2 separate regions of the Canis lupus genome follow, and region 1 is linked to region 2. Evidence: chromatin contacts called from public Hi-C data. All regions are on one chromosome and are shown on one strand. The core of a region is the stretch at or near the end of the contact, and the rest is flanking DNA. Distances in the headings are between cores, read along the strand shown. Region 1 overlaps SIK3 (serine/threonine-protein kinase SIK3). Region 2 holds the start of SIK3 (serine/threonine-protein kinase SIK3).

Evidence for each region. A called contact is a pair of places that touch in the nucleus more often than the background predicts.
Region 1: a contact with region 2 is called in a Hi-C map of skin fibroblasts, with 4 times the contacts expected there. The contact joins the enhancer-like site here to the promoter of SIK3 in region 2. A contact is called at or near these places in 5 of 9 Hi-C or Micro-C datasets (amygdala, blood, liver and 1 more).

Annotation. Positions count from the first base shown.
Region 1 is chr5:16,679,622-16,685,494 of UU_Cfam_GSD_1.0, reverse strand. It overlaps SIK3 (serine/threonine-protein kinase SIK3), which reads right to left. Exons shown (of 24, transcript XM_038536052.1): 4 at 498-659. Among named protein-coding and RNA genes, the nearest start is that of APOA1, 86 kb to the left of the region's middle. Within about 2 kb of position 4,139, at least 2 of the 20 cell types and tissues checked have an H3K27ac peak or open chromatin away from gene starts, as enhancers often do.
Region 2 is chr5:16,519,260-16,525,649 of UU_Cfam_GSD_1.0, reverse strand. It overlaps SIK3 (serine/threonine-protein kinase SIK3), which reads right to left and starts at 3,883. Exons shown (of 24, transcript XM_038536052.1): 1 at 3,611-3,883. The coding sequence starts at 3,883. It overlaps LOC111095817 (a long non-coding RNA gene), which reads left to right and starts at 4,601. Exons shown (of 4, transcript XR_005359208.1): 1 at 4,601-4,778; 2 at 6,380-6,390.

The sequences.
Region 1 (5,873 bases), core at 2,890-5,389, 160 kb before region 2:
GCAAATGCTGAGAGTTTATTGAAACTGAAGGAGGAATAGAGTGAGGCAGTGAAAAGTGCTTCTTAGGCACCATCAGTGAAATCTGAGGAAACAAAGAGGTCGAGTGCCTTTACACCAATGCAAGATTTGCACCTCCTGAATTCTCACAAAACTACAGCCTTCAGTGATGACATACATCAACCTCCCCAAGTAAGCCTGACAGGTTACACAGGTTCCGCAGTTGTTGTCTCCACTTCATGCTACTTTATTCGTTATTATTTAAAAGAGACTGTCAACCAACATAAGAGAATTTTAAATATCGCCCCTTTCTTCTGTTCTCCCCAGCCTAGTTCCATCTAATATTACATGAAAAATAACATCAGTGTGTTTTGAAGGTTTATCAATCTTCAAGCCACACACAAACAAATCTCTTATTTTCACAATACTTCTTTCTGAATAGATGGGAATAGACAATCCCTTGTTCAAAAACCTTGAGGGATCCTCGATGTACTTCTCACCTGCTATTTTAATATTCAGATTGGCATCCAGAAGCAAATTTTCAGCTTTTAGATCACGATGAACAATGTTCCGACAGTGACAAAAATAGACGGCTGCCACAATCTGTTTGAACTTCCGACGGGCCTCCTTCTCTGCCATTCTGCCATGGGCCACCAGGTGGTCTGCGGTGAAAAAGAGCACAGTCAGTTATGTTGCACACCGGTATCACTTCAAAAGGTGGACTCCAGGAGAGATGCAAGGGGGCCACCAGATGAACAGTTGAAGAAGTGAAACAAGCAAATGGCAACTTGTGGCCCTGATCTGCATCTATAGAAGCCCATTAGCAAGCAGTGCTCAGACTGTTTTCAGCATACATGAGTATGCAGAGGACTGCATATCCTCTACCCTAAGAAAAAAGAGTTCTGAGGGTTATGATGTTTTTTTTTTTGAGAATCATCACATTCAACACCTCCTCTCTCTTATCTCCATTGTAAGAGATTACAGCAAACATACCCTTGAAGATAAGAATCAGCAATATTTCCTGTGCTAAAGCATGAGTCAAAAAGCAGAGTCACAATAATCAATCATTTTGGGGACGAGAGGAGAGAAGTTAGTCACTGCTAAGGGAGAAACGGCTTTATATAGGAGCCCATCTATGCTAATCTCTCTTCTGCTTTCACAAAGTTTTACAGCTTAATCTAAAAATGTATTTGTTTGGTGATTACACTTGGAATGCATAGAGGATATGCCTCTATCTTTCCATCTGCATTTATGTGCTTTTCAAATATTTCTTAAACTGTTATTATTTTTGTAGATAACAATAGAAAACAAAGAGAAGTTTCTACCACTTTCTTTTTTTTTTCTTTTTTAAAGATTTACTTATTTATTCATTCAGAGAGAGTGAAGAGAGAGGCAGAGACACAGGCAGAGGGAGAAGCAGGCTCCATGCAGGAAGCCGGATGTGGGACTCGATCCTGAGTCTCCAGGATCACACCCCAGGCTGCAGGTGGCGCTAAACCGCTGCGCCACCGGGGCTGCCCTCTACCACTTTCAATGAAATGATTTCACTGGTAATAGGACTAACTAAGCTATAGCAAAAGATTTCCATGTGATGAACTTTGTGATACTATAAATCAAGCTATCTTCAATATTTAAAAGTGAACTGGAAAAAAAAAAGTGAACTGACTGACCCAGAGCCAATCCCATTAATTACCAATTACCAATATAATTAAATACTTTTTTCTAACATTGCCAGTAGGTTTATACTGAACCAATGAATCCTAAACCCGAGTTCTTCATCTAATTGATAACATATCCAGATCATAACAACTGATGGGATTAGAAACACTGGTGATACAACTTGCCCTACTGAAAACTTCCAATGGTCTCATTAGCACTATCCTTAACCTAACTCATCTAGACGGGACAAGGACACACTTGCCATCACAAGCATCCTGAGATAGTGGGAACATGAAAAATCAGACAATATAAATAAGCATATTACTGTTTATCAATAGTCATCTCAATAATCCTACCCAACTGTTCTGGCACCATGGCGAGCACCCACAGGACCAGTCACATGTATCTTTTCTTCATCACAAAGAGGAAGTCTGAGATAAAACATGTGCACTAGTATTGACCACCAAGATTGAGGGCTTAGGACAAGAAATGGGGGTAAGGTGTAAAGAAGGGGAGCCAAATGACAATCCATCTACACAGCAGATTTTCAAATAATTCAAACTACATTCTGACCACAAAGAGCATAAAACTTTAGCATCAAATACTACAGTAATTTTAAGAATAACGTCTTGTAGATCACTGAAACTATTAAGAAAGACCCTTCAACAGAATTATTGTAATTGTTGGTGTTATCAGTGGCTTCTACCCCAGCTTCTTGAAGCATTTCCCTCAAAGGCTATCCTTTATTACAGCCAAGATGACCAGTGTAGTAGGAAAAAAAAAAAAGAGAAAATGGGAAGTCTTCATTTAGAAGTTAAAAGGACAAGAATACCACTTTCTACAGTTTAGAGGTAGTGATAAACGAGCACGCACTCTGGTGTATTTACGCTTCTGGTGAGATCTGTCAAATGAACTTTAAACACCACCAAGTCCCTAACTAGGGAGAGTCACTTAATATAAGCTGTTAAAGAAGTGGACATCCATCAAACACGCAACGCTAGGTTTTATTTTAAGACTCCATCCTCTCTAACAGTACCTGCTCCTTTGACCCCCTATTCCTCTTAACCCAAGGCCTAATTATTCTAATAATATGTTTTAGCTGCTAAACTTTGTCTAATTAAAGGGCTTTGAAGAGACAGCTATTCTTGAGAAACATAAAAATAAACCCTTATGAAGGTTTACCATCAGAAGCTCATTTGGCCAAGCCACCCATTAATTAAAATGCCCAAGAGACATTCGTCTGGCAGTAAATACTAATTACCAGAACACATCAAAGAGCTTCTTAAATACAACAGAATGATTAATTTTGTGATTTCCAAAATAAGTGATTTTCTTTTATTTAAAAAAAACAACTATATTTTCTAAGTACTTTGTTTTCCTAAAATGATTGCAAAGTTCTCAAAATTGTTACACGGGCCAGGAGCTAGTGGAATGCAGCCTAGTCCTGTTTTATCTCCACAATGACACACTGGTTGTCCTTGGACAAATCATTTATACTGCCAATATCCCCACCTCTTGAACTGCTAAGCAGAAAGAAACCCTGTTCCACGCAATGGCCAAAGAAAGGATAGCATATTTGCAAATAAACTTGTACAATGATTGGGAGTTATCCTATACGATATAACTTTAACTTTCAAGGGCATTTAAAAAGTATTTTTAAAAAGGTCCACTCAGTATCTAAACAGAGAATATTCAAATATTTAGCTAATAGATCCTAAGGTTCTTCAGGATTCAATAGTGCTTGAAGGTAATTATGATATATATCAAATGTCACTGTTACATGGATCTAATTAAAAGGTATTTGTGAAAGCATCCTGGGTAAGAGTTTAAGCTATATAGTATTTTCCCAGAGACACCTATAGTATCCCTATAGTTATGAATATAAAGATATACAAATCACTTTTTTCAAGTGCTGGCTGCTAGCATCAGATCTTTTTTCCTAGTTACTGTGTTTGACGTTTACATTTTCTCGGCTTTGGAGAAGTACAGTACAGGACCACCTTAATGGCTCCCTGTCATTCAGACTTTTTGGCCTCTGCTTTTATTTCTGCCCATCTGATTGCCGCCGCCGCTACCTCCCATCCCTGTTAGTTTGCTTTCAGAGCAAACCTATGGGGGCTAGTGGGTGTGCCAGGAAGCCAGCAGCCTGCAGTGGTTTCCAGTCCCTGCTGAAACCGCCTTTCAGCTGCCCGAGGACAAATGGCTGCTTTATGTTCACGTGTGCCCCATAGGCAGGCAGCAAAAACTTTGCAAGCTCAAATGCGATGTTTAACTTCCAGCAAAGAAACTCAGAGCAGTAGCCCGGCCTGGACCTAACAAAAAGTCACAGCATTTGAATAAATACTGGGGTAATTTCAGAAGACAGATGAAACAAACTGGTTCCAGAACCACTCAGAATTCAGAGTAAGATACATTCTAAATCTTGTCTGGATAAACCTCAGTGGAAAGGCACCCTGAGGAATTGTCTTGCTTCTTCCAGGCAGCTCAGTGAGCTAGTTCTCCTAAATCCTGAGGGCCATACCACCTTGTACCCTTAGTCTTGAACTTCTCACACAGCAGCCAGGATCCCAGGTCCTGGGCCCCAGCCTCCGAGCCCAGATCCTCTCCAGTTACTCATCTGTTGTACCAGCCCCAACCCCTTTCTCTCTTCAATGATGCACTCTTTATCTATTTAGCTGTCCCTCTATCTCTGGGGCAAATGTTAAGTTCCTCTCTATCACAGCTTCATTCCAACCATTTCAGACAAGACAAGGATGAGGTGACTCTCTGCTAAAGGGAAAATACAAGTCTCCTGTGTCAAGTTTCTATCCAAAGGAAGAAGTTGAAGATGACTTTCTGACTTTCCAGTTGCCATAAATCACTTTGCAAGGGACTTCTTTCATCTTTTTTTAACTGCTCTTCCTCATGAAGTAGGAAGAAGCTAAGCTAGTGACACAGTGGTGGTGGGGGGATGCATATAGCTCGAGAAGAGAATTCTTAGAAATGGAGGGAATGAATTCCAAAGTGTAAAAGTATGAAGAGCAAGTAAATATATAAAGTTTGCTTCAGAATTCCCTACTTGTAATTTTGTCCTAATCTGACTCAGGAAGAAATATCTTGTGGTACATTTTAGAGTCGAACCTTTCAAAGAGCGAAAATACACATAAGGCGGTCTTAACTTCCTTCGACCAGCCTCACTGGAGTGTCAGAGGCACGCCACTAATGGGATGGTGGTGGGGAGCCAACACTTCTTAAAATAAGTCACTCTTCCACTATAAACAGACAGTGTCTCCATTTGTCTGCTGAGTCTATGACTCCAACTGATCCAAAACACTAGCTGAAAATGAATATGCTCTGACAGCAGGTCAACCAACAGGGCAGAAATTTTTCATTTCTTTTGATAAAGAAATAGCCCAGTCCAGAACGGGGTGGCGGGGAAGCAGCCTGTGTGCTAAGCTTAGGTGGCTACCTGAGAAGACTTCTGCCAATTCCAAGCTAACCACAGCTGGCAGTTCTGTGCTTTGCCACTCACTTCTATCATTTCTTCTCTCTACACCCATGGAAACGACTTCCTGTTTATTAAACAAATGCTTCTTTCCAAAAGAGCCAGGGCGAGGCCAAGAGAACTCAGCTGCCTGGGAGCAGGTTAACAAGAGTGCACTCACTTCAGTGTCATCCTGTCCCTAACCCATGCAGGCCCCAAGCTACCACCCTGCTGGAGGAAGGAGGGGCTGGAGGAAGGAGGTTCGTTACTTTGTTTTCCTTGCCAAGAATCCAACTACCTCACATCAGCCTTCTTTTCTTGTTGCTGTTTCTCCTCGGTATCTTTTTTTCTTCATGCTTCCAGGCCAAAACCCTTGTTGTCACCCCATTCTCTTTCTCCCACACCCATATCCAACCCATCAGCAGATTTTATTAGCTCTATCTTCAAAACATACCCAGCATTCAATGAGCCCTCACCCCATCTCCAACCCACCTTCATGTCAGCAAACTAGTCCAACAGCCATTATTTCCCTTCTGGAGCACTGTGATATCTCATCGGAATGCTCCTAATACCCTCGATTCTGTCCTTGGAGGCCTATGATCCACTCTCAAAACAACCAGAGCAATAACTTTTTAAAAACTTTATATTTTGAAGTAATTACTAATTCACAAGAAGTTGCAAAGAGAGTACGGACAGAGCCCATGTACCCTCCATCCGCTCTCCCTCAATGGGCAAATCTTACATAATTCTAGAA
Region 2 (6,390 bases), core at 2,634-5,133:
GAAAAACTGCATACAACATATATCTGCCCTTTGTTCCCATTAATCCAATCAGTAGAAGTATAAGTAGGCAAAGGAGACAGACTATAAGCAATCTGAAAGCACAAAATCTTTTTTTCAATCTCTTTAAACTTTACAGTGTCCTACTGAGAAAGCACACTGAGAATCTCAGACTAAGATTTCTTTAAAAAAAAAAAAAAGGAAATCACAGAAGGTAGGACAAAGACAACCAGGGTGAGCTGCTGACCAAAGTGTGTCACCAATGAATCTTCTCTCCTGTTACCTGTTTGTTCTGCAATGATGCTCTAAGCAATGCAGAACTGCCAATATTAAGTCTGAGCCCATGAAGGCCGTGCTGTAAAAGTCACCAGCATCCTAACAGGAAACTATTTCCTCTTCTCTACTGATTCTCTTCAGCCCAGGGTCCTACTAGAGGAGGTTTGAGAGTTAACAGAATTTGGAAAAGAGCTACCCTCACCGCTTATGGTTGGACAGAGGGCAGTAGCTTAATAAATGAAGTTTACTTTAGCCTCTTAGTCCTTGGAATGGATAGTGTGTGTGAGAAAAGGTGATCCTAAATACTTCTCTGATGTTCAGAAAGCTCTGATAACCTACCCTCCTTCAACCAATGCAAGTATCTTCTGAATTACCGGAATCTAATTGTTAGACACGTTTTTGTTTTTGTTTTAAGATTTATTTATTCATGAGAGACACAGAGAGAGGCAGAGACACAGGCAGAGGGAGAAGCAGGCTCCATGCAGGAAGCCCGACGTGGGACTCGATCCCAGGACTCCGGGGTCATGTCCTGGGCCGAAGGCAGGCGCTAAACCGCTGAGCCACCCAGGGATCCCCCTGTTAGACACGGTTTTAAGAAAAACCCAGACCATTCAGTGGCTTACAGGGGAAGAGGAGAAAAAAAAAAAAAATCACAGACCTCTAAAAGATGAAACAAAAAATTATAGATTCTAGAAAGAGGTGGGGGGAAAAAATAGCTCTCTTGGTTCCAAGTGACCTGACTGCAGAAGTAAAATAAACACTGCAGTGCACGGAGAGAAAAATCTATCTCCCTGAGCAATTGAAACAGCAGCTTCTGCATCTACTAGTACCTAGCTAGGCACCTTCTTTGCCATTATATAACCAAACCATGGCCTTAATAGGCCATCACACTGTATGTCAACAGCTGTTAGGCACATCTAAGCTGTCAGCATTTAAGAATCCCTTCCAAAGTGGATTCAGACAACCATGGAGCAGGCCAAAATATGCTCATCGTTCACCCAGAGCACATGACAACTCCTTGTGAATTAAGCTTCACTCATGTCGTCAGAGTAATTTAAGCAGCAAAAGATAGGGCACTTGTAACTGTAACTAGGAAATTGCACACTGCTACAGAAACACAAATGAGCGCTGGTGTGGTCCTCGCACACATGCAACTCATTGTCCAAGCCATTTCATTCGGTATCGTTCAGGATTTCAAATATTTCCATACATACGCATTACATAACTGCACACCACAAATGATCAAAGATAAAAACCAACATAAACAGTGACACCCGTGTATAAACAAGCTAATGTTTAAAATGCTGCTATCCTAAAGGACACCAAGGCCTCGGAGAAAAACCAAGAAACACACACACACACATAGGGAAATTAGAAAGCAAGCAGATCAGCCATAATTAGCCACTGGCTTTGCTGACTACTGAAGATAAAAATGTCTCTTTTATATATAAAGCCAAGAATCAACTGTTTGCAATTACATTTACAAAAACATACAACCCTGTCTGTCACAGATTTTTTTTTTTATCAATATTTTGGTGTATCCAAGGGCTGTAAGACACAAAGTTCTTTAAATCATAGATACCATAAACCAGGAAACCAATTAAGTTCATGGAGTCCATCCCCCAGAGGTCAGAGCAAAATAATCACAGGAGCTCAATGTGATTACTTAGAAGAGAGGGGGAGGTTTAAAAAAAAAAAAAAAAAAGGAAATACTGAAACAAGGAACAAAGCTCTCGAACAACTAGTATTGTTTATAAACATAACTTTGGCTTAGCTAACAGTAAATAGAACTGTAAACACCTGGGTGTGCATGGGGGGGGGGGGGGGGGGACAGGCAGAGACGCACCAAAGTCTTGGCTCAGTCTAGTCCCCCTCAGGGTCTGAGGGTGACATCAGAGAATCCTGGACTTTGGTATCTCATTCAGCTCAGACCTGCAGACTTGAGGCCCTCCCATAAAAACTGACAAAAAGGCTGAAGGGGGCCCCCCAGAGGAAGTGAAACTGACCAATCAATTTTCCACAGCCACCTACCCTGCTACCCTGGTGGAAAGGGCCCCTTGTAGGCTCTGACAGAAAGGAGGGAAAAAAGGAACTTCAGGTTGTGAGTGAGCAGGAGAGAAGGCCTAGATAAGTTACTGGCTTCTGAAAATAAGCAATTGCCATAAAAGCAAAAAACAAGGCAGGCGATGATAAGGGCCAGACTGAGGAGGTGAGGAATTGATGTGGCTTTGGTAGGAAGCAGGAGCAGCAGCTCTAAGGGTGCTTCATCAGGTTGAAGGAAAACACAAACTGCAGTTTTAGATATAATGAATGACTACACTGAAAGTATTCATTCAAGTGAGAGATTGAGCAAAGCAAGAGATCTGGAGTACAAATGGGCTTTGTGGGTCCTCTCAAGACCAAAAGATTCCTCCTGAGGACTCTGGTTCCAATACTTCCAGTGAAGAAGGCTACCCCACATTTCCTCAAAAAAAAAAAAGGAATTTTACATGTCAAACCGTACATGTGTACTTATGTGCCTTCCTAACTGACCTTGGCCCATTTCACTAGTAACAGCTCCGCAAATCCCTGGAGAACCAAAGGGCCCAAGGAGTGTACTGATCCTCCAGGGTCTGGGTTCCTCCAACACCTCCTCCGTCACCCACCGGGCTTCCCCCACCACCGCCGAGAGCCCACCCCGGGGCTCTCTGAAAGCCCACGATTCCAGACCCTGCAACAACTAAAAATAAAGCAGCAACCCAGCTCTCCCGAACCGCTTACCCCCTGACTCCCTAGTGCCGTCACGACCCCGGGCGCCCTGGGCCTCTGCTCCCTGAGCCCCTTCCCGCGGAGGAGCCACGCGATCTGCCTCCCCCTCGTTTCCCCGTTTTCTCCGTCGCCTCCTCCAACGATCTCGGGGCCGTCCCCGGGCTCCCGCTCCCCGCCGCGACCTCCCATCAGTCCCGGGCGACCAAGCGCTGCCCGGCGTGTGTCACGGGGCGCCAGGACCGCGCACCCCCGCAGCCCCGCAGCCCCGCGCCCCGGCATGCCCCGGCCGTCCTTGGTCCTCTCCGAAGCCCCCCCGCGGCCACCCCGCGGTCCGCACCTCCTAGCCCCTGCCCCCGTCCCCCGGGGGCTCCAACTGCGGGCTCCCGGGGCCCCCGGCTTCGGGGTGCGGCTCCGCCAGGAGTCCCAGAGCTCCCCCGCCGCCCCCCGCAGCCCCGGCTCCGCAGCGTCGGTCCCCGGCCCCGGCCGCCCGGCCCCGCGCCCCGCGCCCCGCGCTCGCCCCGGCCCCGGCCCCGGCCCCGCGCCCCCGCCCCCGCCCCCGCCCCGGGCCGCGCTGCCGCCGCGCCGCTACCTTGGCCTTGGTGACGAGGTGCGTGGCCCGCTTGACCACCGCGAAGTTGCCCTTGCCGATGGTGCGGTCGATCTCGTAGTAGCCGATGCGCGCAGGCACCGGCCCGCGGGAGGCCGGGGCGGGGGGACGCGGCGGGCCGGCCGCCGGGGGCACGGCAGCGGGGGCGGCCGGCGGCCCCGGGGCGGGCGGAGGCAGCAGGCGGCCCGCCGGCCCGGCTCCCCCCGCCCCGGCCCCGGCAGCCCCGCCAGCTCCGCTCGCCGCCGCCGCCGCCATCTTGTTGTGCAGTGAAACCTCCCGGGCCGCGGGGAGCCGGCGGGGGGGAGGGGGCGGGGGGCGGGAAAAGCGGGGGGGCCGGCCCACGTCACTCCGGGAGGCGGGGCGCCCGCGCCGCCGGGGCCCGGCGCCATGGCAACGGCGCGTCACGTGCCGACGCGCGTCACTGCCCGCGGCCATGGCAACCGTGACGTCACCGGCCCGCCCGCCCGCCCGCCCTCCCCGCGTGGGACGGCGGCCCGGGCGCTGGCTCCCGGGCGCCCCCCTCCGGGGACGGGACGGTGCGCGCCGCCCGCCCGCCCGCCGCTCCGGGACGGCCGCCGCGCTCGCGCTCGCGGGCGGGGGCGGGGGCGGGGGGGGCCGCGGGAGGTGCAGGCCACGGCGCTCCAGGCCACCCGCCCCCTTCAGCAGTCGCCCGGCCTCCCGTGAACCAAAGTACTGCCCCGTCCCCGGAAACCGCGGCCTCGTCCCCCTTTAGCCCTCGAGGCCCCCCAGGCAGGAGCAGCCGCCGCGCCGAGGAAACCGTCAGCAGGCCGGTGGCCGGGCAGGGCAGTTCTTCAGCAAGATTCCTTCCAGCAGCGCAACTGCCCCGCGGCCACCGGGCGCCCCGTCACGGCCCGCGGGGTGGGGGGCGCGGGGGCGGGGCCGCGCGGGGATGCGCTCCGCCGGGGGTCTCCCTCCGCCCGGCCTCCGGCGACCCTGCAGCGGGGGGCGGTCCCGGCGGTCCCGGCGCCGCGTCCTGCTCGTGTCGCTGCCGTGACCCGACGAAGCAGCTGCGCGTCGTCCAGCAGGGCCACGTCGTGCTCAGGGACGAAACCGTCTGTTAGGCAAAATGAAGAAGCAGGTTCTGGCATCATGATTCCCTCCCCACGGGGACCCTCCAAAGACATCGAAGGTGACCAAAGTGACGCTTCCAACAGTGAATCTCACACTCTCTCTCTCTCTCTCCTTCCTCTGCCATCCGGATCCCCCAGGGCCCCTCCTCACTAGCTCCGCGCTTTCCCTTCCACTTCGTCCCACTGCTTCTATTAACTAGATTGATTTAATTGCTTTGGGGGGGGGGATAAGAGGGATAGGCGATGGGGCTGGCAATGGCAAGGTGGCCTTTGGCAGCCTGGGGGGTGCTAGAGACAGGGAGAGGACTGAACGCTCCAGTGTTAAGATGTGCTCAGTCCGGTCCGGATCCATCCACCTGGACGTCTGCCTGTCTGTGCGGCGGAACTGTGTCGTCAGGTGACCGCATGTACCATACCAAAACTGACACCCAGGGCACCGTGAGTGTGTGAGGAGGAGGGAGCCTATTGACTCTCTCTGACCCAAAAATGTTTACGAGCGCGTCCTGGCTCCCCATCTGACTATGAGTAATGGCTGGCACTAGGACGGGACAGAGAGGTCATCCCACAATTGTCTTGCATCAGTTCCCTGGTTGCTGTTCCAAACTGCCAACACAATTAACAGTAATTGGCTGCTTGACTAGCACGTAAGGATAAGGATGCAATGGTCCTCAGCTTCTTGTGTTGGTTAAGCCCTTGCCTTGGTTGAGCTCATTCAATCCCAAATAAATGATGGGGTGTGCCCAACCTCTCTTAGCACTTCATGACCTCACTCACCTGCCTGTGCATTAGCTTTAGCGCTGCACTCCAGAGTCACAGTTTTGCCATCTCCCTGGGGTGGGGGGCCTCAACAGAGATCTTAGCTGGCTAGTAAGGCAAGGGGAAAAGAATCTTTTACTGGGGAGGAACAGAACCAAAACCATTCTCACCAGGGTCTTCACAGCCTCTCCTCCGCTCACAGATATCATTGAACATCCAGTACCACAATTTCTGGCACTCTCTGGAGGGTGTCAAAAGCAAGAAGCTTCTGAGGAGAAACTGGGAAATGGAGCATGGGTCAGTCTCACTTCCAAAGAGGAAAGGCAGATCATGCTGGTCCCTAATAATGACCAGAATATGTATGCTGTGTGTTAGATTATTTATGCTCCCTGCTTATAGGGATTGAGGCCAGTAGATAGTGTGTCCCATTGAGAGTTGGACAAAGACTTGCTCGAAAGCTCCCTGAAGGGTTCTCCTTGGTAAAAAGAACATGGAAAACTGGGGAGGGCACAGAGCAGCAAAAATCATCAGGGAACAAGGAAAATAGTTTAGATGTATGCATTTAGAAAGGATTTCTTGAGTGCTAAGACTGAGGTAGGCTTGGGGAGGAACTGGCAGTCAGTAATAACGTGTCGGGACGCTAAGCAGTTTACGTAAGTGAACTCACTTAATCCACAACAACCCTGCGAAACACATTATACTATTCTCCCCATTTCGCCTATAAGGAAAATGAGGCACCGCAGGATTGAGGCAATTGGCCATGGTCATACACTCGAAAGTGGTAGAACTAGAATTCAAACTCAGGTGGTGTTCTCTGGAGCCCAAGAGCCCTCCTGGACTGGATTATACATCTGGCAAGGGAGGAGCTGGTAAAAAAAAAAAAAAAAAAAAATGGTTTCTCCAGAAGCCCAGGGT